Linked DNA regions of Mus musculus: all the other regions are linked to region 1. A link is a contact called in public Hi-C, promoter capture Hi-C and targeted proximity ligation data. All regions are on one chromosome and are shown on one strand. The core of a region is the stretch at or near the end of the contact, and the rest is flanking DNA. Distances in the headings are between cores, read along the strand shown. Region 1 holds the start of Lipa (lysosomal acid lipase A). Region 2 holds the start of Kif20b (kinesin family member 20B). Region 3 holds the start of Pank1 (pantothenate kinase 1). Region 4 holds the start of Stambpl1 (STAM binding protein like 1). Region 5 overlaps Stambpl1 (STAM binding protein like 1).

Region 1 (4,571 bases), core at 1,334-3,833:
TAACCAGGACTTTGCTCTGTTCTTGTTGGACAGCACAAAAGAACATGGTATGGGAAGGGTATGAGGATATATATATATATATATATATATATATATATATATATTTAAACAGAACTTTTTAACAGAATTTTACCACGGAAACTAATGTGGAAGAGCATTTAAGATCCTGCATGAGGATCTTATCAACCATATCCCATATGTTGCTTCCAACATTTATGGTGCATCCTTGTTTGATATTGCTATCAGACCCTTGACAGCAATCATTACCATAACCCGCCCCCTCCCCATACCCCACATTACTCTAAGTTAGGTCAGGGGCATGGAAGAGTACATAGTATAAAGTTAAAGTTGGACATTTAGCTTAGGCTGTAAGAGCTGATTATATGGAAAGTTCAAGGCATAGCTAGGTTAGTTGCATTGTCAGTTTTAAGGCAGGTTCGATCCAAGCAGGTAGAATGCTCTCAAGGCAGATTGCCAACTTGGTTTCAAGGTCTGACAAAAGTTCAGTCTCTCTGAAGGCAAGACTCTTTTCAGAAAAGGGCATCGCCACTCTTTGGTCTAATACTTGCTTTGTTTTCTTTTCTGTTGTTATTATAAAATACTGACAAAACCAAATTGGGAATGAAAAGGTTTATTTCAATTTAGGGATTCCAGTTTGTCATCAAAGAAATTCAGGGCAGAGCACAAGAAAGGAACCCAGAGGCAGGACTGGAAACTACTGACTTGTATCCTCTGACTTGTTCAGTTAATATTTTTATATATGCCAGGTCCACCTGCCTAGGGTGCTGCTCACAGTGGGCTAGTCTCTCCTCCATCAATTAGGAATTAAAACTTTTTTCCTCAGGCCAATAAGTGGTTGCATTTTCTCAGTTGAGGTTTCATTTTCAGAGATATGCCAAATTTACAACTGAAGCTAATTATGACACTTAGCATATGTGAAGCCTTGATGTCTGTCCCCAGGACCCCCCCCCAAAAAGGTGTAACTTAAGTATATTCGCCACTATCACACCACCAGCCAGCAGCTTTCTCTTATAGCATCTGAGTTACTCACATGACATTATATATTACAATGGTCTAAAGCCAGAAGTGGCTGGGTATGATTTTCCTCATCTGGGTGGAGGAATTTCTTGGCAGTATGGTCTATTTGCTCATTTTCACAGAATATGATGTGAATGTAGTTTTACCTGGATTGCATTTTGGGTGAGTTCTACCTCAGTGCCTTAAGGCAAAACAACCTTTCTAAACTCAGATTCTATCTGTGTGAAATGGAGATGCAGAGGTCTTGGATTGAGAGCCTATGGAGAGGACTTAGCATCACAATGTGGAGGATGCGCAGATTGTGGCTGGGCTTTGCTAGCCACAGTCATCCCTGGCACTTCAGGGTGCTCATTTGTTTTTATTTATAAAGTTCATGTGTTTTACGGCCTAGCCCTCTAAACTATAGGTTACAACCTCACATGGGGGTGTCACAAAAAATGTTGGTAACCCTAAAAGGTGCCTGGATGTGTAATTACCAAAAGTGGATTCAAAATCAAACATATCAGACTGTGACGTGTTTCAGGCCATATTTGCCTGTGTGATGCACATCACTGCTGTCTAGGTTCTGTACATGCAACGTGTGCACTTGTCCCCTGTGTGGCAGCAAGTACCACAGACTGCCTGCCTGAGATAGCCTTGTTCACATTAATGATGGTTACGAGGTGCAGTGTTTGTACTGCATGTAAAAAGTTTTCTGCTGTTATAGAAAGATAACAGTTAAGTTATAGAAAGCCAAGGCTTTTAATATTTTTCCCACTGTCTTTCCTCAGCATGTAAGTATAAAAGTAGCATTCCTTTGGATTCCATTGTGTTACAATGTTTGATTTTTAAAAGTTATTGTTTGGTTTCCTTGACCGAGTTTCATAAAAAGTCATAAACTGAAGTTTGACTTGAGATAGGACAAAACTTGAGCAATTTTTGCAATGTCTCTAAAAATACTTCAGACATTCTGTGCTATGTATTTATGGGCTGTACTGGTCTCATCGGCTACACCTCCAACAACAAAGTAGGAACCAATTCTGAGAACCGTTTTATGTTGCTGAATGTGCAGCAGTATTTTGTAAAAGTAAGCACATCTGTCTCACTAATACACCAATTTGTTTTTGTTTGCAGAAAATGGTAAATATACATATATATATACATATATATATACATATATGTGTATGTATATATGTAATACTAAAATAATTGTTTTAAAATGAATTTCTTTATAATTTATTGTTAAAAAATGCTTGATTTGTATACCTAGCTAGTGGAGTTTGAATGAGAATTTCTGAAGTAAAAGGAGGTCATGAGAGGAAAAAGTTTATAATGCTCTGCTAAGTGCTAGGTATACAGGATGCCCACCAGCTTTGAAGCAGGAGGAAGCTCTGGCTGGGCTTAGAGCAGGCCTGGGCTGGGCTGAATCTTTTGGGCGAACAGAAGGCGCATGCTCCTCTGAGTCCGCTTCCCCAGGGCTAGGCCGATGGCCAGGAGGGGTGGAGTCACCAGGGCACTTCCCGGTGGTGGACTGCCCTGATTGGCTGTGTGAAAGTCCTGGGCAGGGTGACGGCTCCGCCCTCCCACCAAGTAGGTGTAGGCACCAGGTTGGCCAAGCTCGCCTGCTTGTAGTGGGCACTGCTTCTGGAGGCTGAGGTTGGAGGACCACTCCCGGTGAGTGACTGCTTTGGGGCTGGCTTCGTGCAGCGGGCTCGGGAGCTGGTGTCCTGTGGATCGCCAGGGCTGGGAGAGGAGGCCCCACCAGGGTCTCTGGCCTCCAATTGCTCTGCTCCCGGGGCACGCTCTGTGTCGGGTACCTGAAGGTGGTTTGGGGGGCGGCGATTATGTGGGTATCAACAAGAAGTGGACTGTCCTTCCCTGGGCGCCCTCCCGCTTCCTGGGCAGGCGCGATCGACGATTAGGAACCCTGCCCAGATTTCTTGGACTGCTGGACAGGCAGAATGCCTGATTCTCAGTCCTCTTCATCCTTTCTTCCCGTTAGCTCTCCCACGACCTTACTCTTAGCTCTTACACGACTGCATGGCCAGCAGCAACCTTGGGAGTGGGTCCTGGTTAAAAACCCCGGCGATACTGCTGAATAATCAGCTAGTCCTTTGCTTCCAGTATTTGACTGGCGTGTTTACATTATCTTGGAAAATGAGCTTAGTTAGTACTGTTGAGTTGGTAGAGAAGCGTCAGACTGTAGGAGGCACTGCAACATCTGGGCATTGCCAATAGCTTAGGAATTATTGAAAAACTACCCCGGACCTTTATTTTCGTCTGTCTCTGAACTGCGGAGCTGTTCCTGCCCATTTTTTAAAAGCAACATTTGTACTATTTATGCAGGACTTGTCAGAGTCTTGAAGGTTCAAAGTTAAATCAGACTTCAGCTCTGCCCACCCCCACTTCCGTTCTCCAGTTGAAAGGAAGGCAGACAAATAATGAATTGGATTGTTGCAAAGCCATAAGTACTGTGGTAAAGATGTTCTAAACACCTAGACTAGCGCACTAAACCCAGCTCAGAGCCTTATCAGACAACCCCTTCTGTGAGAATTATTTGTCAAGTTCGTTGAGTAACGGTGCTGTGTTGGAAGGAAGTCTAATGGGTGACTTTCCATGTGAGTAGCTTCCCCAATCACCTCACGGTGTGAATGCCCTTCCCAGACTGTATCAGGTTCTGTAAAAACGGCTTCCACCAAAAAGAAAAGTGCTTATTTTAAGTTGCCTTGGGAACCTTTATTTATCGATCTACCGCCCCCACCCCCCCTTGCTTTTCAGACTGCTTTTATGTTCTCTAGTATTGAAGGACCTCTGGGACAGTGACCTGAAGTTAGAAAGGTAGCCTTAGACTGTGCTACATAAGACTATGCTGGCAATTAAAAGCATGTGTGGCCAGGACAAACTCCAGAGATTATTCTCTTCTGTCTGGAATGCTGGAAAAAATAACTTCAGGAGAAACTGCAATTTTCTGAGAGCCAATTTCCTATGAAATGTGGAATGCTTGGTTTAAGAGAGTCTTTATTTATTTATTTATTTATTTATTATTTTCAAACAACAGTATTGAGAAATCAACACTGACCAGCAGGACACATTGTAGGAATTTCTAAATTTTGACATGTACAAATACCAGGGAATTAATCTATTCAGAAGTCGGAGCAAACATACCACCCTGAAGAGTCCTTTGCATGCTCCTTGGGAGATTTCCCCTCTTGCCCTTCTTCTCCCCAGACGTCAATCTGTTTTCTCCCTGTATAAACTAGGTTACATTTTCTCCAAGTTTTATATACATTGGAACAATTCCTTCCTTCTCCTCTCTTTATTCCCATCCCTGACTTTTTTGATGTACAGAATTATTCTGAGATTTGTCCATATTGGGTGGTTCAATGGTGAAGTATGCATACATACAATTTGTCTAATTAGTCACTTATTTGGTTGGCTTTTCCCCTAGCTTTTGATCGTTATATTCAAAGCTGCTATAATTTAAGTACAAGTCTTTAGCAATATGTGCACCTGTCTTTTAAAGTGAGCACATCCATTTTTTAAAGGCTTGGATT
Region 2 (4,571 bases), core at 1,515-4,014, 390 kb before region 1:
CTGTGTGATATTCTATTTCTAAATTAATTAAAATAAGGTGATTCTAGCCAGACAGTAGTGGTGCACGCCTTTAATCCCAGCACTCGGGAGGCAGAGGCAGGTGGATTTCTGAGTTCGAGGCCAGCCTGGTCTACAAAGTGCCAGGACAGCCAGGGCTACACAGAGAAACCCTGTCTTGAAAAAACAAACAAACAAACAAACAAAAATAATCTACCAGATGCACAATACCAGAAAGAAAAGGCCACCTCTCTCCTAATTTTTCAAAGAAGCGGATTTAACAATCTAAAGTACCTAGCACCGTGATTCCTTGGCGCACAATAATCAAGTGTTTTTCTTACGTTGTACTTACCGCAGGGTTTGAGGCGACTAAGGAAAACTCATGAGAGAGATCAAGCTTAACACCATCAAAATTGATTTCCAAAGGCCTTGCAATTGGGTCAGCACTAAAAACGTAAGACGGTCTAGGCACTCCATCTGGATTCAAGTGAGATTCCATCCTGCGAGAAGAAAAGCAACCTCTGTAAGCAGCCTTAATAAATCAGCACGCAAGCCGCCTACAATGTTAAGTCTACTTGGAACTCCTGGGAACTTGGATGCAGTTGAGCTGACAGACTACCATGCACAACACTCTGGGTTCCATCCCAGGCATACACGGGGTATGATGGCATGGCTCTCTATACTCCCAACACGTAGGGAGGTTGACCTGGAAAATCACCAAGTTCCAGGTCATCTTAGCTACATAGGGTGTCCAAGAACAATCTAAGCCAAAGACCTTGTCTCAAAGGAAAACAAAATAAACAAAAGTAAGCTCGATAGGACAGCATGAGCTCAGACCACCCACCCCGTCTGCAAAAAGTAGGTAAATCTGTGAGTTTGAAGATAGCCCGATCCATATAGTGAGGGCCTGTCTCAAATTAACCAATTAATTAACATAAAAAATAATTTGTGTGATCCAATTTTATTAAGATTTATTTTTTTCATTTTATGTATATGAGTACACTGTTGCTGTCTTCAAACACACCAGAAGAGGGCATGAGATCACATTACAGAAGGTTGCTGGGAATTGAACTCAGGACCTCTGAAAGAGTACTCAGTGCTCTTAACCACTGAGCCATCTCTCCAGCCCATAATCCAATTTTTTAGGTAGATTTACCCAAAGACATGTCATGAACAATGCAATTAGCAAAAGAAAAAAATATGAACTGTTCACTTGGCCTGATACCCTCCTCTCACATGTCAAACAGCAGAGACAGCAGGGATGACTTAAGATCTTCTGCTAGTCTCGTTACTTAGTATCTCCCAGAAAATTGTTGCAAACCAAATTTTAACATTTAGGACTAAAACTCGGTTATTTGCAAAATAAATTCCTATTTATTTTCCGATTATAAGTAAAAAAGTGAAATAATGCATATAAACTTTACATTTAAAATAAGAGAATTGGGTCCTAGCCCAGTAGGATGCAACTCTGGGTACCTGAGGTACCACAGCCAGAATCTCCAATAATAATGATGATGACGACAATGAAAATCACTAACTGACACATCACAAGGTTGAATGTGAATATGGAATAATGCCATCACTGAACTATTAAATCTGAATTGCACATCAAATCCCTATAGGATAAACCTAACCCTCCACCCCCCAAAAAATTAACATTTAAAATTTTCTAAGGGGGCTGGTGAGATGGCTCAGCGGTTGAGAGCACCGACTGCTCCTCCAAAGGTCCTGAGTTCAAATCCCAGCAACCACATGGTGGCTCACAACCATCTGTCACAAAAATCTGATGCCCTCTTCTGGAGTATTTGAAGACAGCTACAGTGTACACACATATAATAAATAAATAAATCTTTAAAAAAATTTTTTTCTAAGAATCTATCACGCCGGGCAGTAGTGGCTCACGCCTTTAATCCTAGCATTTGAGAGGCAGAGGCAGGCGGATTTCAGAGTTCGAGGCCAGCCTGGTCTACAGAGTGAGTTCCTGGACAGCCAGGGCTACACAGAGAAACCCTGTCTCGAAAAATAAAAAGAAAGAAAGAAAGCAAGCATCTACCAGATGCACAATACCAGAGAGAAAAGGTCGCCTCTCTCCTAATTTTTCAAAGAAACAGATTTAACAGTCTAAAGCACCTAGCACCGGGATTCCCTATTTAAGTAGAAAGACAATCATCTAAATTTGTTTACTCTTCACGACAGGCTCAAAATACAGACCAACGGAAGTAGTACTGGACTAAAACTGACTCACTTCAATTTCCTTTATATACACATAAAACCCAAATATGCTTCTTTTCTAGCCACAAAGTAATGTGACATTTTTTTTTAAAAAAAGCCCCCACTGGACTCAACCTAGAAAGAGATCTTGTCACGTGACAAAACAACTGCTCACCTCCCGAATTCAGGCAACCAGACGTGGCAAATCTTTTTGTGTCTAATAAAACTAGTGTCTGTGAATCTAAAGTGTACCTCCTTTACCGGACCAGGAAACCGAGGCCTAGACAGACCGAAGTCTTCCGCCTCAAGGCTTAACTCGCTTAACTCCCTGAAGCTCAGCCCCACCTTCAGCAGCCCCGCACCTAGACTACGGGCATCACGAGCCCCGACAACGCTGACACGGCCGAGGCGTCGCAGCTTCGTGCCCTCTGTGCAAGCAGCCACCCTCGGAGCCCCCAAAATCGTCAGCTCCTCACTTACTGCAATCGCTGGTCCCTGCACGCCTCCCCACCTGCAGAATTCCACTTCCTCCCGGTTTTCAAATTCAAACAATGGCGGCTCGGCGCCGCGCTGAACCCTGGGAGTGGGCGGGGCTTCCGGCGAGCCCTGGGGGCTGGACCCGCTCGCGGCCGAGTTTCGCCCCCGCCTCCGGAAAAGGCTTTCAAGTCTGGGGGGCGGGACTCGGTGCTCCGGGCGACCGATGGGGCAGTAGCAACGCTCGTGGGCTACCTAGCTGGGAGTTTCTCGGGGCCATATTAGGTTTGACCCTAACGATACCTGTTCGGTACTCAGGTCTCAGGTTCCGTCCTAGACCCGCATGATGACGAGCCTTGCTGAGGCCGCTGTCTCCGCACTGCCTCCCGCGATGCCCCCAGGAGCGGAGGAATGGCAAACTATTCCTCCTATTACACCTCAGAGTCCTGTCATTCCCCGGGGCAGAAAGGACTTGCGACCTGGGACCAAGTTAACTCCCCTCTTTAAGTGATTCTTCTTGTCGATGACGGCCCTCTTGGATGAAACACGTTTTCCTCAAAATACATTTTAGGAGCATATCCTTCATCTTTTTATACCCCCTTTTTGATGTTTCTGAAAGCATAAATCAGCTACCGCTGAGAGGCACTGTGCAGTGCCCCAAAATGTAAGTGCCCATGTGTCCTTCTCCGCTTCCCTAAAGTAACCCTCTGAGTGCAGGGCTAATTTACTAATACATTCATATGACGAGAATTTACTATTGAGGCTAGACTTTCACTTTGAATAAAAATAATGCTAACGTAAATTGAGCATTTACCTTATGCTTCCGCTGGCACTACCTTTATAAAATGGATTGTCTGACTGGTGCTAAGAACCCTTTAAAGTAGGTATTGCTACCGTCCCATTTAATACATTCTAAATAAGTAATGGGCACAAACGTAAATGGAGGGTTGGAGAGATGGCTTAGTGGTTAAGAACACTGACCTCTTCCAGAGGTCCTGAGTTCAATTCCCAGCAAACCACATGGTGGTTAACAACCATCTGTAAAGTGATCCAACGCCCTCTTCTGGTGTGTCTGAGGACAGCAACAGTGTACTCATATAAATCTTTTAAAAAACAAAAAAGCCGGATAGTGGCACATGCCTTTAATCCCAGCACTTGGGAGGCAGTGGCAGGCGGATTTCTGAGTTCGAGGCCAGCCTGGTCTACAGAGTGAGTTCCAGGACAGTCAGGACTACACAGAGAAACCCTGTCTCGGGGGGGGGGGGGGAAGAAAAGTAAATGGAACCGGGATTTAAAATCAGTTGAAGAAGTTTTGTTACCTTAGCTTTTCTGTGATCATATTTTCAGCTATTGCACTTAATTAGAAGGATTTTTGGAACACTAGCTTGACAACCTTAGTGTTTTTCGATCTTGATACAGAATTTATATCTCCTACCACTACCCTGCCTCTGACTTCTTTCATACACACACACACTTCTCCCCCAAACAAAATAATCAAATTTGAGAAGAACTAGTTTGGATAAGATAGTAGATAAGATAAGTAGATTTGAATAGATAAGTAGATACAAGGCCAGAAGGAAAAATGAAGAAAGAAATGTAAATATGAAAGAAAAGAATAAAATAGAGACCTTCCCAGGCTGGAATTTATGTTTTGTTTTTAAACAAAATTTCTATGTAGGCCAGGCTGCCTTGGCCTCTTTCCAATGCTGAAACTATAGGAGTGTACTAGCATACTTCCCTAGCTGGACGTCAGATTCTAATGGGCTTTGTCAATTTTCATTGCTCCTTCAGATAAGTCTAACCCCCTGGATCCGATTTTTCTACCACACCTCACAGTGTCATGTTGCTTTTGCTAGTTACCAACAATTCTTAGCCCTCCGTGGGGCACT
Region 3 (4,571 bases), core at 1,090-3,589, 350 kb before region 1:
GGTGCTAACTCAGTGATAAAGTGATGGCCTGGCTTAGCCCTAGCCAAGCCCTAAACAGAACAGAAGAAAAAGTGGGAAGACTCTGGATTATTGTTCTGACACTGAGCAAGAAAACCAATGAATGATCTATTATGTTTCCAGTAAACTGTAACCTTCCGAGTGCAGTAAAAGCATTCATTTTGTCTTCGTATCCCAGGAGTCTGTTTTGGGGTCTTCAGCGTAGTACACACTTAATAAATGAGTGACAGCGAATGGGCAGAGATGGGGAGAAGAGGATTGTGGCTCTCCCTTCTCCTTACTGTTCTAGCTCTCCTGGAGCACATGATGGCTCATGTTCACCACCCACACATACCCGTGAATAAACCTGTGGGATGTCACCTGGCTTGTGCTTGAAAGGGAAGTAGGTGAGAGACTTTCTGTACCAGGACTTCTGCCCTGACTGGGTCTGAGCCACTTGGCTCAGGCCTCCCTCACCACGCCTGTGAAATCAAGCTGGAGGAGGTGTCCTTGAAGTCACTACAGTGCCAATCTACTCGGCTCAGATCTGTGAGAATTTGCTTATTGAGACGTGGCAATGGAAGCTTTTTTTAGTAAATTTACCACATGAAGTGAGAAGCCCTAAGATCACAGTCCCTTGTTTAGTTTCAAGTGAGCATCCAGAGCTTCCTCAGAATACAATGCTGGTGAGCCTTAACAGAGTATGCAAGGCACACTTAACTGCTTATCGGAGCAGTGGGGAGACACAGGGACCAAGTGGAATGTGACTGCACATTTATATTATTCCACTTCATCTTTGATGTCCCATTACTATGATCATGAAGATATAAGGGAACACATGCATTTTACTTTAACAGTACTAGGGACTGAACCTAGAGCCTTATGCTAGCCAAATGCTAGACATCTCCAGCATCTCTCCAGCATTTTTTTTTTTTTTTTTTTGAGACAGGGTTTCATTACGTAACGAAAACTGACTTGAACTAAGTAGTTAAGGCAGGACTTCAATTTGAGGTCTTCCTCCTCAGGAGGTTTAGCCTCCCGAGTAGTTGGGATGCAGGGCTGTGTTACTAGGTAGGCTATGTGTATTTTGTAGCCAGAAGAAGGAGGTATAAAGGGTTATAGGAATAGGGAGAGATTATAAGCCTGAAGGAGCAAGTTGTACAGAACTGGACAAAAATCAGATGGGCTGAGGCTGGATTACCTAAGGCAATTTCTCAAATCATATAAGCCCAAGGAAGCAGGGAAACAGGGATTAAGTTCTAGTTTTGGTCTTAGTCTCAGTTATGTCTCTGTGCCTTGGTTTCCTGATTTGAAATGACAGGTGGATGAAACAGAGTGGCCTCATTGATTCTGAACCTGTTGATTTTGGGAAGGGCTCTGCCAGAAGAAATCCTCAAACCAAATGTAAACCCCGGGCACAGCTAATGCCAGTTTTGGACCCATGGAGGATTTAGTTCAAGGGGTGGGTAGGCTAATCACAGGTCACTTTTGCTAGGATTAAGGTAGAGGGAAGTTCAAGTTGTTGAAGCTGGCCTTTGGAGACTTCGGTTCTCACCTCTTTAATACAGATGTTTTCAGAGGGTCAAAGAGCTTAGTTTGAGCTTGGTGATGTGCAAATTCAGTGAGGGGCCTGGCCTCTGCCCGCTGTATTCATAGTCATTGGAAACAATAGCCTGCCGTTATGTTCTCTCTATTCCTTCGTAGGGACAGAATCCCATGATAAGAAGTGTCTGACTGTTATATCCCCAGCCTGACTTTAATGTCTACATTAGACTCTTGTGGGCATTTATTATGTGCAAAGGTTATATTAGGTACTTTTGTGACACACAAGAGTCCCCTTTGGACAGACACAAAAGCTAAGGCCTCAAGAAGTCCCCAATACCCAAATGTGTCCCGCTTGCTGGGCACTGCCTATAACAGGTGTGTTAAGTACTGACTTTGTCTTTTGCTCAGTGTCAGTGGGAATCGGAACTGGGAACTGGGGGCTAACTCTGAGGGCTATCATGGTGCTGGTTCCCCTTCTCATAACCAAGGCAACTTTTTATTTCATAAATAACAGAACAGGGCATTGTCCCCTGCCGGTCTTTTCTGGGTGAGGAATGCGCTTTTTATAGCTTGGGATCGGTTCTGTTTACTTGGTTTCTTCTAGCACCGGTTATTCCTGCCTAGTTTTGTCCTTCACTGTCCTTTCTCTCTCTTCCTAGGTTTCCTCTCTGCAAACGACAACTCGAGAACACATGCTGTTTGTGTGAGTGTGCCAACCAAGGAATTTCACTCCCCTCCTTCTCCAAGGCTGCCTACCTCTCTATAAATAATTGTTCTCTTCCCTCCCTTCAGACCTGGGAGTAGTTTGGTCACATTAACGCACGCGCGCCTGCTCACACACTTTCGTGGGGCGGGGATGTAGCATGGGTGACCTTGTGAAGGTACTAGCCCACTGGGGATAGGATTAGCAAACCTGAAACCTCTGCAAATATCTGGCTTCCTCCGGCATTCCTCCCGAGGCTTCTGGCTGTCTCGTGCCTACCTCACCCAGTACCCTTTAGGCTCGCTCCGCCACACAAAGCCCCATCCGCCTATCTCCTCTTCGCAAACCCCGAGAACTTCATTCCGCACGTTGAAACTCGTCGGTGGCGGTGGCGGGTAGGACTGGGCATGCTCAGTGGCGGGGACAGGTCTGGGAGGCGAGGAAGCCGCATTTGAAGTGGCTCGGCCTTGGGATGAGGGGGAGGCGGGCTCCCCGGCCGGGGTCCACCGAGGTTCCCGCAGCTGCGCGCGATGCCGACACGCTGCGGGCGAGAGCAGCAAGCCCGGTGCGCGGGGCCCAGCTCGCCGAAGACGTGGGGACGCCGACGGGAGGAGGGGAGGAGCGCCGGGGCCACCAGCTCCCGACCGCGGCGCCGAGGCTGCGGGAGAGCAAGCCCCAGGGTGGATCGGAAGATCGGGGAACGGCCGACCGTGACCTCCAGCGAGGCTGCCAGAGCCGGAGCCCGCGCACCGCTCCGCCGGTCCCGGGCATGGGCGACCGCGGCGCGCAACACGAGCGCGCGGCCCTGCAGTCCCCGGGGGCCCCCGAGGGCGCCGCGGCCGCCGTGAACGGGCTGCTGCACAACGGCTTCCACCCGTCGGCCGCCAGCAGCCGCGACCCGCCGGCCCCACGCTTCCAGCTCCCGTCCGAGCTGCAGCCGCAGCCGCTGTTCGCCCAGCATGATTCTCCGGCCAAGAAATGCCGGCTGCGGAGGAGGATGGACTCCGGGAGGAAGAACAGGCCGCGTAAGTCCTGCCGGCAGGGAAGCGCCGGTGCCCGCGGTCGAGGGGGGCGACAGAGTGCCGCTCTGGACTGCGTCCTCCCTAGAGGCGTCGGGCGTCCAAGGTGGCGGCCCGCGGTGGCGCCTGTCTAGTCCGATCCGCCTACTGGGTCGGTCAGACACTAGCTGGAGCTGCTCCCTCGGTCACCGTAGCGGCTGGGAGAACGCACTGCCCGCTGTTATTGGTGGCCGTGGGGCAAACAACCCGACTGATCTTGGGTCTGGGACTAGGAGGAGGGCGGGCTGGCACAGCCCGGGGCTCACTGCTCCCTTCTCCGAGCACATCTTTTGGGGCGTGCATCTCAGGCTACCAGTTTGCCCTTTGAATCGCAGAGTAACCGCCAGTATCTAGGGCCCATTGGCAAGCTTAAGGAGGCGTGGAGTTTGACAATCCCCCAAATCACAGCCTATTAAACAGTGTTTCCACACAGCCAGTGAGACGGCTGGTGTAGAGGGAAACACCCACTGACACCATGTGGGCCGGAACGGTGTGGACCAATGAGGATTGCAGGTGGATTCCCCCCCTCCCCTTGGAGTGGGTCGAGTTGAGTGTTTGTAATTGTACAACTCCAAAAAGTGCGTTGTTTCACAACCTGAGACTTGTATATATAATGGTAGACTGTAAAGGGTACCTTCCCCACCTGACATTCTGGGATGTCAGTTTGTAGGTAGAGATTACGAGTTGTTTTGTTTTGTTTTGTTTTGTTGTTGTTGTTTTTTTTCCTTATCTGAGCCTAACTCCATTCAACTGGTTACCTCTTTGTGGGTGTCTTTAATGAAGCTTGTAAATGGCAGAAAGCAAAGTAAGTAGAGTCCACGGTAGTGAGCGATCGGATTCAAACGGGTACCTGTTGCATATCAATTAACTGTTCTGGGTTGGGAAATGATTAAATTGGGCTTCAATTTCTGTAAAAGGTTGATGTTTGGAAAACAGCATAACTCCTTCGCCTGTCTTTGCTTATAATTTTTATCTTTCTGTTCATAGTTTTCATAGCCTTTCTGCAATGCATTCGTTTCTAAAACGTTGGGAACCGCTTTAACACGTCTGGGTGAATCCAGTGCTTACATTTTGCAATGTTAATGTTGTGTGGAGTTTGGGAATTGCCCAGCAGATTTGATTTGGCCATGGCTGTTAGACGGTTATTAAGCATCTGCGTTTTTTGTTTGTTTGTTTGTTTTTGTTTTACATACTTTTTATAGTTTCTAGGAAAATTATTTTATGAACTTGAGATTGGCTGATACCCGTGTCTTATTTCGTTTGTTTTA
Region 4 (4,571 bases), core at 660-3,159, 340 kb after region 1:
CGTCTTAGAAATGGATAAAGGACTTAGAATCTGCCTCTATAGATGCATATTTTACTTAAGGAAACAAAAGAAAATTCTTCGTAAAATTCATAAGAAACAGCTGATGCACGCACTGCGGTTGAGATGTACTCAGCAGTGGGTTTCCATGAGCTACTGGTGAATGGAACAGACGACTTACATCCAGTTAATTTTCCTGGATAATCCCAAAACCATCCCCCACCTCGGAATAAAACGGCTCTGACCCAGAGGTTCTCAACCTGTGGGTCGCGACCCGTTTGTAGGTCTAATGACATTTTGACCTTTCCACAGGGGTCACCTAAGACCATCAGAAAACACTGATATTTGCACTACAATTCACAACAGTAGCACAATTACAACTATGAAGTAGCAACAAAAAAAATTTTATGGTTGGGGGTAGGGTCACAATAACATGAGGAACCACATTAAAGTGTCTCAGCATTAGGAAGGTTGAGAACCACTGGTCTAGCACGATCAGTCTACTGCTCAGACATTAATGTGTTTAAAATGAACACATATTTACAGTGGACTTAAACAATGCCCAGCAGAGTCTAGTTACAGAGTACATTTATAAAAATCAAATTAGCGTCTGTCAGAAATACAAAAAAACTGCCCATGGAAACGGGTCTGGAAACAAGTACTACTTACAAATTGAAACCGGAAGTCAAACATTCAAGTGTTAATTTTTGTCTGCTCTCAGGAGTCGGTATTGACCTTGACAGAAGCTCAGATTAACCTTATTTCTGGAGACACTTTTGAAACTCAAGACTTCGTTTAATTTTCGTGGCTAGCAGGATGTCTGGAAAGCAGCGTGCTCACTAGGGCTTACTAGTGACCAAACACTCGTTTCGGGAAGACAGACAGGCCCCTCCCCCTCACACAACCTAGAGATTTTTTTTTCCCCAATCCTCTAAATTAGATTCTGTTTCTTGAATTACTCCTTCATTTTTTTTTTCTTTTTCTTTTACATTTCAATTAACCACAGCACTTCGGACTCTAGACTGTCAGCAGTTATTTCGACGAGTTCTGGAAAATTATGTTTTAATAGCATTGCATCTTTTTGCGCATTTCCCTTGAGGCTTCCAGCGAGCAATCAAGTTATTCCAGTAAGAGAATATGTCTCACGAGGCTAAAGGGCATCAATGCAACATCTAGAAAGTCCTTTCCTCCCCTTACCCTCTAGTATGAAGGTGCTTTTACCAGTTTCTCGCCCCTCCCTCCTTGACATCCCGCGCAGCCGACGTGGAGCCCCACGCAAAACCAGTGAGGTGGGCTCTTGGAATCCTGACATCATCTGCAAGGATGCATTCCAAGTATGAACCAGAAAAGCACGCGCAGCCGGGTCCAGGTCACCGCCCCAGGGCCAAGAGACCAGGAACCACAGCCTCCGCCTTCCTGGGCGAGAAGAAGCTAACCCTAGAGCGGGATAGGGGCGCGTGGGGGCGGGGACCGCAGGGCGACAGGAAGCCACTCGTCATCACCACTCACCTCGGGGCCAGCGGGCACACGTGTGGGGCCACTCACCAGCAGTCGTGCGCGTCCGGAGCTTGTGTGGGATGACGACTGCGACGACTGTCCCTGCGCGGGCCGCGTGGCTCGGGCATCCGTGTGGCCTCTGCAGCCCGGGCGGCAGCGGCTGCTCCGCAAGGCACCGGCGCTTGGTGACGGTGGCACCAGGCTGTGAGTCGCTCCCAGGCTGGTCTAGTCCGGGCCTCTGGGTTCTCTTTGCTCTTGGTCGGTCGAGCTCTGATGCCTTCCGTGGCTTGGACTCTCTCTTCTGTCTGGCGGGACAGCCCCAGCTCCCTTGCAAAACAACGCACAGGCCAATGGCCTCTGAATCTCTGCCGCAGCAACGTAGGGAATGAAATTGTCACAGCGATGGTCCGCCCCCTCCCCCTTCCCCGGCCCCTGGGTGCGGCCTCCGCCTCTGCCTCCGCCCCCTCTGTAGCCACAGCTTCCCACGTGCTGCAAAAAAACCTCTGGGGTGGCGGGTCCCTGCGGAGGGCCTATGGCCAGATGGAAATGGCTGCTTGTGATTTAACCCCCGGTCTACCTGCATACTCGTTGCCCTAGGTTGGACCACCTGGACAGCCCAGTGAATTATCAACTTGGCCTAGAAGCTGGGAAAATGGCTGGGCGACTCCAAAAACTGCAGAGCACGCAAGCTGTCATGAAGCTGAATTTGCCAATGTAATGGTTTAGCTATAGGATTACAGCTTATGTAGGAATCCCATTTTGAGATTTAACCGTGACTAAGCGCTGCCGCCGTGAAACACTCCCCCTCTCCCCACCTTCTTGAACTAGGAAAATACAAACGGTTAGCTCCTTACCATTACTATAGTGTCACCATTATAATGCAGTGTCTTTAATATGGCCATAGACCTGAGCCAGACACAGTGCACGCAACGATTCATATTCACTACAGTCCCGTATACAAAAGCTGCATCTTATATGTTTTCCATGAGTAAGACAGAGACAAGTAAAATTATTTATCTGCGAGTTTTAAATCAGCTGCGTAGTAGTGGAAGGCATGCTGTTAGCGTGGAGAGTGTGGAGGAAGGGGAGAAAGGATGAAGGGAGCTGGAAGAATCCATTCTGATTTGACATCCGTGCTAGCAAGTTTTATAGAAACTTGACACAAGATAGAGCCATCTGAGAAGAGAGAACCTGATTTGAGAAAATGCCTTCACAATATGGGGGGCCTTAGGCAAGCCTGTAGGGCGTCTTCTTAATTAGTAATTAGTGTGGGAGGGTACCAGCACATTGTGGGTGGTGCCACTCCTCGACAGGTGATCCTAGGTGCTGTAAGAAAGCCGAGCAAGCCAAGGGGAGCAAGTCAGTAAGCAGCACTCTAGGGGGCCAGGGGGGGTTTCTCTTTCTCCCCCAACTCCCCGCGATGGCTTCTACATCAGGCCCTGCTTCCAGATTCTAATCCTGCTTGAGTTTCTGCCTTGACATCCTTCAAGAATGGACTGCACTGTGGTAGTGAAATAAGCCCTTTCCTCCCTAAGTTGATTTTTGTCTTGCTGCTTTGTCACAGTGATTGAAACTCTTAAGTAAGAAGACCTCAAAAGCTGCTTCTTCGAGGGAGCAGTACCAACTCGCCAACATTTTAAGAACACTGTCACTGTTGATGAGCTGGGGGTTTCCAGCTTCGGTGGGAACCCAGCTCCAAGTGGAAGAAAACACTACAGTGGGGTGAGACACACTGGCTGTCTTGGTTGGTTTTTCCTTTGGAAACCAAACTTGCAACCCAGACTCTGCCACTTTCTGAGCTGTTTAATTCACCCTTGGTGCCACCCCTCCTTTTTTTTTAAGATTTATCTATTTATTTTATGTATATGAGTACACCATTACTCTCTTCAGACACACCAGAAGAGGGCATTAGATCTCATTATAGATGGTTGTGAGCCACTGTATCTTTGCTGAGAATTGAACTCAGGACCTCTGGAAGAGCAGTCAGTAGTGCTCTTAACCGCTGACCCTTGGTCCCTTCTAAAGTGACACCACCCTACTGTGGTATGAAAATAAGCTTCCATTGCCAAGGCAGTCTGCAGCCTTGATTTTTCAAGAGGCAGTGGTGTTGTTTTGTTTTAATTATTATTATTTTTTTTTAGTTCCAAATTGCAAAACCAGGAAATTCCACAAATATTCAAGTCTTTAAATTATATTCATCTGCCGTCAGAGCGATCAAACCCAAAGTTCAAGTGTGTGAAGGGTGAGTTTTTAACCTTGAGCAACAGCCCCAGCACTTCGAAATTCAGATTTTTAAATGTTTATCAGAAAAAGTTTTAGGACGGTCCACCTACTATAGCCGAGTATGAGGTGAATCCTTCATATTCTTCTATTTCCCTCAGTCCCAGGTCCATCATTCCTGTGTGCATATGAAGATTTGGTGGACATTTGGGCCTGATGTTCTAGATGCGATAGTCTCCTTGTGTACCAGACAATCTACATTCTGCTGATACTTGTAAAAAATAATAGCATTCTTAATTCCATATGTGTGTTTATAAGAGCGACTAACTGCAGATTTTACTATCTATCTAGCATCCAGAGTCTCTCTTCCAAGGAGAGTAGGGTGGCACATTCTTGTAGTTCCAACTAACTGGAGGCTGAGCTGACTAGACTTGAGAGTTCTTCATCAGTGCAGCCAGCACAGAAAAACCTGTCTCAAAACAAAAATAGTGTTTGGGGCAAGATGGCTCAGAAAGTAAAGATGCTTGCAGCTCTGCCTCACAACGTGAGTTTTATCCCTCCCGCATGCTAGAGGGAAAGAACTGACTTCTAGACGCTGTCCTCTCATGTCTACATGCTTGAGCAGAAGCACACACTCGTGAATAAATAATTGTTGAATTAAATTTTTTTCACAAATATCAAAGTGACTCAGTATGTACTGTCCATACTACATGTGATAAATTAAGCCACTCAGAGTCTCCTATCTGGCTTTGAGACTAGATTTTATTATTAAGGAAGTGCAGAAATAGTTCTACTCCCTGTTGAGGGGCTTTTGTGTCTAGGGACTGTAACTTCAGAGGCAACAATGATACTCTCCT
Region 5 (4,571 bases), core at 1,330-3,829, 310 kb after region 1:
AGTTCAAATATCTTAAATACCAGAATTAATTAGCTTGACTGCAGCTAAAATAGTCACTTTGAGCTTTCACACATGAGTTTATAATTCAGTGGTAGAAACGAATCCCTTCCAAATATAAGACAAAAGAAGTTCACAGATTGGTTGACCTATTTTTTGAACTGTTTACTGCTTGATGGCCCTGTTCCTATATGAATTTTTGTATTTTTTAAGTTCCCAGTTCTAGGTCAGTGCCTCTCAAAGTATAGACCAGCTATCCCGAGATGCTTTCACAGAATGTTAAAGGACTGTATTATTTCCATGATATTACTATAGTGTTTGATTTCTTGCATATATGTGGGAGAGTACTGAAGGGACTGATGTTTACTCACGACCCCAAGACCAAATTCTCAGCACAAAAGAGATTTATTTGCCTCAGAAGGACAGAGGGTAGGGAATAGGAGACAAAGACAGAAGACGGAGAACAAGAGAGAAGAGGGAAAGGAACAGGGAGAGGGGAAGGCAGCATTTGTCCTAGGAGGACAAAGAACTGCTGCTAGATAGAGACATTGCATGTAGAAAAATAGCAGATTATAAAGGTAAAGGGGGAACTCTTGTGTTAGGATGAGTTGATTAATTTTAATTGGGCATATCAATCAAGGTGGCCAAAATGGAGCCTTTTGTTGTTGAACTTCAATACTTTGGTAGCTGGACCCTGGTAGTTAGCCTCAGTGGTGAGGAAGTGCCAAATAGGGGGATAAACCTTTGTGGCTAGTATTAGGAATGTTATCTAATGGTTTGTAGCAAGGCAGAGGGAACTAAGGAGAAGGGCATGGCCTGCCAGAGCCATGTTTGCCATGCTCAGGCTTGCTGGAGTCCCGTCAAACATGTATGTGGGTGTCTGAATGAATGTGCACAGGTGCCAACGAGTGTGGAGGTCACAGGTCAAGGTTAGCTGTCTTCCACAATCACTTCTCCACCATATGGTTTTGAGACAGGATCTTCACTGAATGTGAAGTTCACTTGTTGGCAAGCCCCAGGGATGCTCCTGCCATCGCCTTCCCAGGGCTGGCATTATAGGCAAGCTCTTTCTGGGCCAGCATTTATGTGGGTGCAGAGGATCTAAACCCAATCCTCAAGCTTTCAAGTCAAGCTCTTTATCAATCAAATCATTTCTAAGCTCTAGTAGTAGTAGTAGTCGTAGTAGTAGTAGTAATAGTAGTAGTATCAATCTCTCATAGTTATGTTTTAGAGAGTTCCAAGGGAGTAAAGTAATTTATAGAACCTTCACTTCAATACTTTTAATGTCTGTTTTAAACATCTAATACTGTAAACAACATACTTAAAATTGCATAACTATCTTTAGCAACATTTTAGAGGGCAAAAAGGTTAAGCACTGGTTTTATAAGATAAGCAAGCAAACAAGCAACATAAAAGTGCATCATACTTATAGCAAGCCATATGAATCTAACACAGGGAACGTCAATGCCAAGGTCACCTTTCATTCATGTTACTGGAATCTCCACGAAATAAGAAGAGAACTTAAACAGTAAGAGATACAGGACTTTATAGAGCTGAGGCCCACAAGTACATATACAGCAGGCTGGTGAGTATCCCACAATGCCATTCTCTTTCTGATATGAAGATGTCATTGTCAGAAGATACAGAGCACACTGCTCAGACCTACATTTTCCACCTCTGGGGCCATGTTACCAAGTCATAGTCTACAGGATGTAGACAGAAGTGAGGCAGTCAAGGTCTAGATCCTGAAGAATGACAGCAATGGCTGAGCATCATGGGAAATTTTCTTGGGCCTGGGTTTGTATGACTCAGGGACTTCAGGGAGCAGAAAGTCAGTGGCCATCAAAAGTCAAGCTGAGACAATGGAGTTCATGTTGGTGGTTTCACTCTGGTGAAGACTAAAGACGTGGGACTTGTAGGAGAAAGCAAAGCAGAATCAATTCTCTTAATTAAGAGAAATTAAAAAAAAAAAAGTGAGGAACCGAGGCAGAGAGAAAGAGTCCCAGGAGAGAGAAAATAGTTAAATTGTTTTGTTCAGACTGCTCTGTAGATTCATTGTAGAAACTGGACAAAGACTGAGGTAATTTCTACTGAGATCAGTTAGCACTTGGGACCTATCACAGGGCTAGCTGATTAAGAGGTAACATCTGTCCGTGTTCTTGTCCAGTTGGGAGATAGTCACACTCTGCTCATGTGCTACCCATCACACACACACACACACACACACACACTCACATAAATACACACATACACACACACTCACATAAATACACACATACACACGCTCACACACACTTCACACACACATTCACACACACAATACACACACATACTCACATATACTCACACACACTCACACACACTCACACATATACTCCCACAAACATACTCTTCCCTCCCCCCCACGTCTAGTCTATCTCTGACTTCTGCTTTGTCAGCTGTTGACCTTCATCGTCTGGAGCTGTTGGATCTGGCTGGTATTATTACCATTGACCTTGCAGGTGTTCCAGGCTGTTGATAGTCTGTGCTCTTTGTTCTCACGTTTATGCAGCCAGCATTAGTGTCATGCAGCAGTGTCCTTCACGTGTTCCTCAAGGAAGGGTGCTGTAAAGGAGGCAGCTGGCCTGCTAATGCTGCTTCAGAGGCCTCCCTTTCTCCTTTCTGGCCCAGCTGGTTACCTGATGCCCAGCTACAAGCTCTTGTTTCTCCTCTTTAATGTCCCCACCTTAACTGTTTTACCCTCAGCACATCTGTTCTCATCCTCACACTTGTGATAACATGCAGTTTTACCTTGAGTCCTTTTCCTTACTACCTATGGTGAGAGAGCTTCCAACTCAGAGGGATACATATGATTCGCTGCACCCACCCCAACCCCTCTGGCCAGCTGAAGTCACATGAAGGTGAGATGTGTCATCAAGATGAGCCATGGCAAAACAGGAAAAAAAAAAGAGCATCTTAGTTTACTTACATTCAGACAACTTAGACAGATGCAGACTTCTCTCCTGCTGAGTGCTTTAATTGACTGTTTAGGGAGCTGGACGAGCATCCATTGCCAAAGCAAAGCCTAGGAACCATGGCCATGTTAATATGAGAACACAACCTGCCATTACTCTCTTTCCCTAGTCTCTGAACCTGTCTGCTTGGTCTCTACCCTTCTTCTATGTCCCCTTAGCACCACATCCCCTGAAACTGGCTTCTCCAGAATCAATCTCATACAGTCTCTCAGATCTAGAGTGAGCTGCAGCCCGAAAGCTACTTTTGGTTGTCATAAATAGTTAATTTGGTTGTTTACAGTAAACTTTAATTTTTAACTTTCCTTTCAGTTTCTTGTGTGTGTGTGTGTGTGTGTGTGTGTGTGTGTGTGTGTGTGTATACTCTATGTCCCTATACCTGTACATGTGTGTAGAAAGCAGAGGTCAGTGGAGGGTTGTCCTCTTTGTTTGCTCTCCAGTTGATTTTTGACAAGGTCCTGCACTGAACCTGAAGCTCATGAACTCAGTAAGACCAGCTGGCCTGCCAGCCAGCCAGCCAGCCTCAGGGATGTGTCTGTCTCTGCTCTCTACTGCTAGAATTGCAAGCAAGCATGCACCACCATACTTGGCCTTCTCCTGTGTGTTGAGGACACTGATGCATGTCTTTATATTTAGTGGCAAACTCTTTACCAACCAAGCTGTCTCCCCAGTCCCAGACTGCCAGCTATCAGAGACTTGGGCACCATGGAGCCTAAGGCCCTCTACTTAGGCACTTACAATATTTAGTTGTTTTATCTGTGGATTGGAATGAGAGAGACGGAAGCAAGGTTCCGATGAGGAAATCAGAGCCATTTTTATTTACTTATTGCCCAACAGGAGAGAAGGCAAACAACTTTAGTGCTAAGAGGATCAGCAAGTGGTATTTGAAGGCAGGAAGCCATCCCTGTAACATTAACTAGGTAGGAGAGTCGGTTTGAGGCTCTGTTCTAACTCTGCACTTCTGCAGCTAACAGGGAAGAGCGGTTGAAGATGACTTCAAGTGCTAAAGATAAAACGGTGCAATTTGGAGAATCAGAAATATACTGAAGCAGAAGGTCAGAGGAGTACTGCATGCCATGGAAGAAGAAAATATAATTAACTGTTCGAAGTGAAGGTCCAGTGTGCCAGCAAGCACACAGTGCAAATAGCTCCGTACTCACACACGGTGGAGGTAAACTTAGTTCTAACATCTTGTTAATGGTCCTTAGTGTGCCCCTCCAGGTTGGCAGCCTCATTCACAAGTGGCCTAGCTGTGTTGTTCTCACACGCACAGCTGTTTGAGAACATCCATCAGTAACGTTTGAGTCTTAGCTTGCTCCTTAACCTCATTCTCAGTACACGCTACATTCTTCAGATTTGACAAGATCTAAATTACAGCCGCTTAACCTATGAGAGACCTTCAGGTGCTTCTGCCTTTTGGGGTTTATCCCCAAACACTTCCCTAACATAGCCTCTAGAAAAGGTAACTGTTTTCCTCTTAAACTGACCTTTTACAGAGGTATAGAGAGCTTCCTACTGATCCTGACATACAGGGCTTGGGAACGTGGGTGCCCAAAGTACTCA

What was found. Promoter capture Hi-C pulls out the DNA fragments that hold promoters and counts their contacts. Hi-C and Micro-C count contacts between places; a contact is called where the count stands out from the background.
Region 2: a promoter capture Hi-C map of neutrophils shows a contact between it and region 1, with 5 times the contacts expected there. A contact is called at or near these places in 6 of 39 promoter capture datasets (the 3T3-L1 cell line, the C10 cell line, erythroid cells and 3 more), 1 of 484 Hi-C or Micro-C datasets (B cells), 5 of 130 datasets of targeted methods (the NIH/3T3 cell line, astrocytes, large pre-B cells and 2 more) and 2 of 9 other capture datasets (adipose tissue and liver).
Region 3: a promoter capture Hi-C map of liver shows a contact between it and region 1. A contact is called at or near these places in 4 of 39 promoter capture datasets (the C10 cell line, hippocampal neurons and liver), 1 of 130 datasets of targeted methods (pancreatic cancer cells) and 3 of 9 other capture datasets (adipose tissue, liver and pancreatic islet).
Region 4: a contact with region 1 is called in a Hi-C map of B cells, with 14 read pairs. A contact is called at or near these places in 15 of 39 promoter capture datasets (the 3T3-L1 cell line, 3T3-L1-derived adipocytes, the C10 cell line and 10 more), 1 of 484 Hi-C or Micro-C datasets (B cells), 7 of 130 datasets of targeted methods (astrocytes, bone marrow-derived dendritic cells, bone marrow-derived macrophages and 4 more) and 3 of 9 other capture datasets (adipose tissue, liver and macrophages).
Region 5: a contact with region 1 is called in a targeted proximity ligation map of pro-B cells, with 2.1 times the contacts expected there. A contact is called at or near these places in 8 of 39 promoter capture datasets (the 3T3-L1 cell line, the C10 cell line, cranial neural crest and 5 more), 4 of 130 datasets of targeted methods (the 230-238 cell line, double positive thymocytes, pancreatic cancer cells and 1 more) and 2 of 9 other capture datasets (adipose tissue and liver).

What each region holds. Positions count from the first base shown.
Region 1 is chr19:34,525,486-34,530,056 of GRCm38.p6, reverse strand. It overlaps Lipa (lysosomal acid lipase A), which reads left to right and starts at 2,583. Exons shown (of 10, transcript NM_021460.3): 1 at 2,583-2,691.
Region 2 is chr19:34,920,551-34,925,121 of GRCm38.p6, reverse strand. Kif20b (kinesin family member 20B) reads right to left here and starts at 2,764. Exons shown (of 32, transcript NM_001362434.1): 1 at 2,689-2,764; 2 at 350-497. The coding sequence starts at 496.
Region 3 is chr19:34,877,223-34,881,793 of GRCm38.p6, reverse strand. Pank1 (pantothenate kinase 1) reads left to right here and starts at 2,339. Exons shown (of 7, transcript NM_001114339.2): 1 at 2,339-3,270. The coding sequence starts at 2,718.
Region 4 is chr19:34,189,567-34,194,137 of GRCm38.p6, reverse strand. Stambpl1 (STAM binding protein like 1) reads right to left here and starts at 1,909. Exons shown (of 11, transcript NM_029682.5): 1 at 1,507-1,909.
Region 5 is chr19:34,212,324-34,216,894 of GRCm38.p6, reverse strand. The region is part of intron 1 of Stambpl1 (STAM binding protein like 1); the gene reads right to left. Among named protein-coding and RNA genes, the nearest start is that of Stambpl1, 22 kb to the right of the region's middle.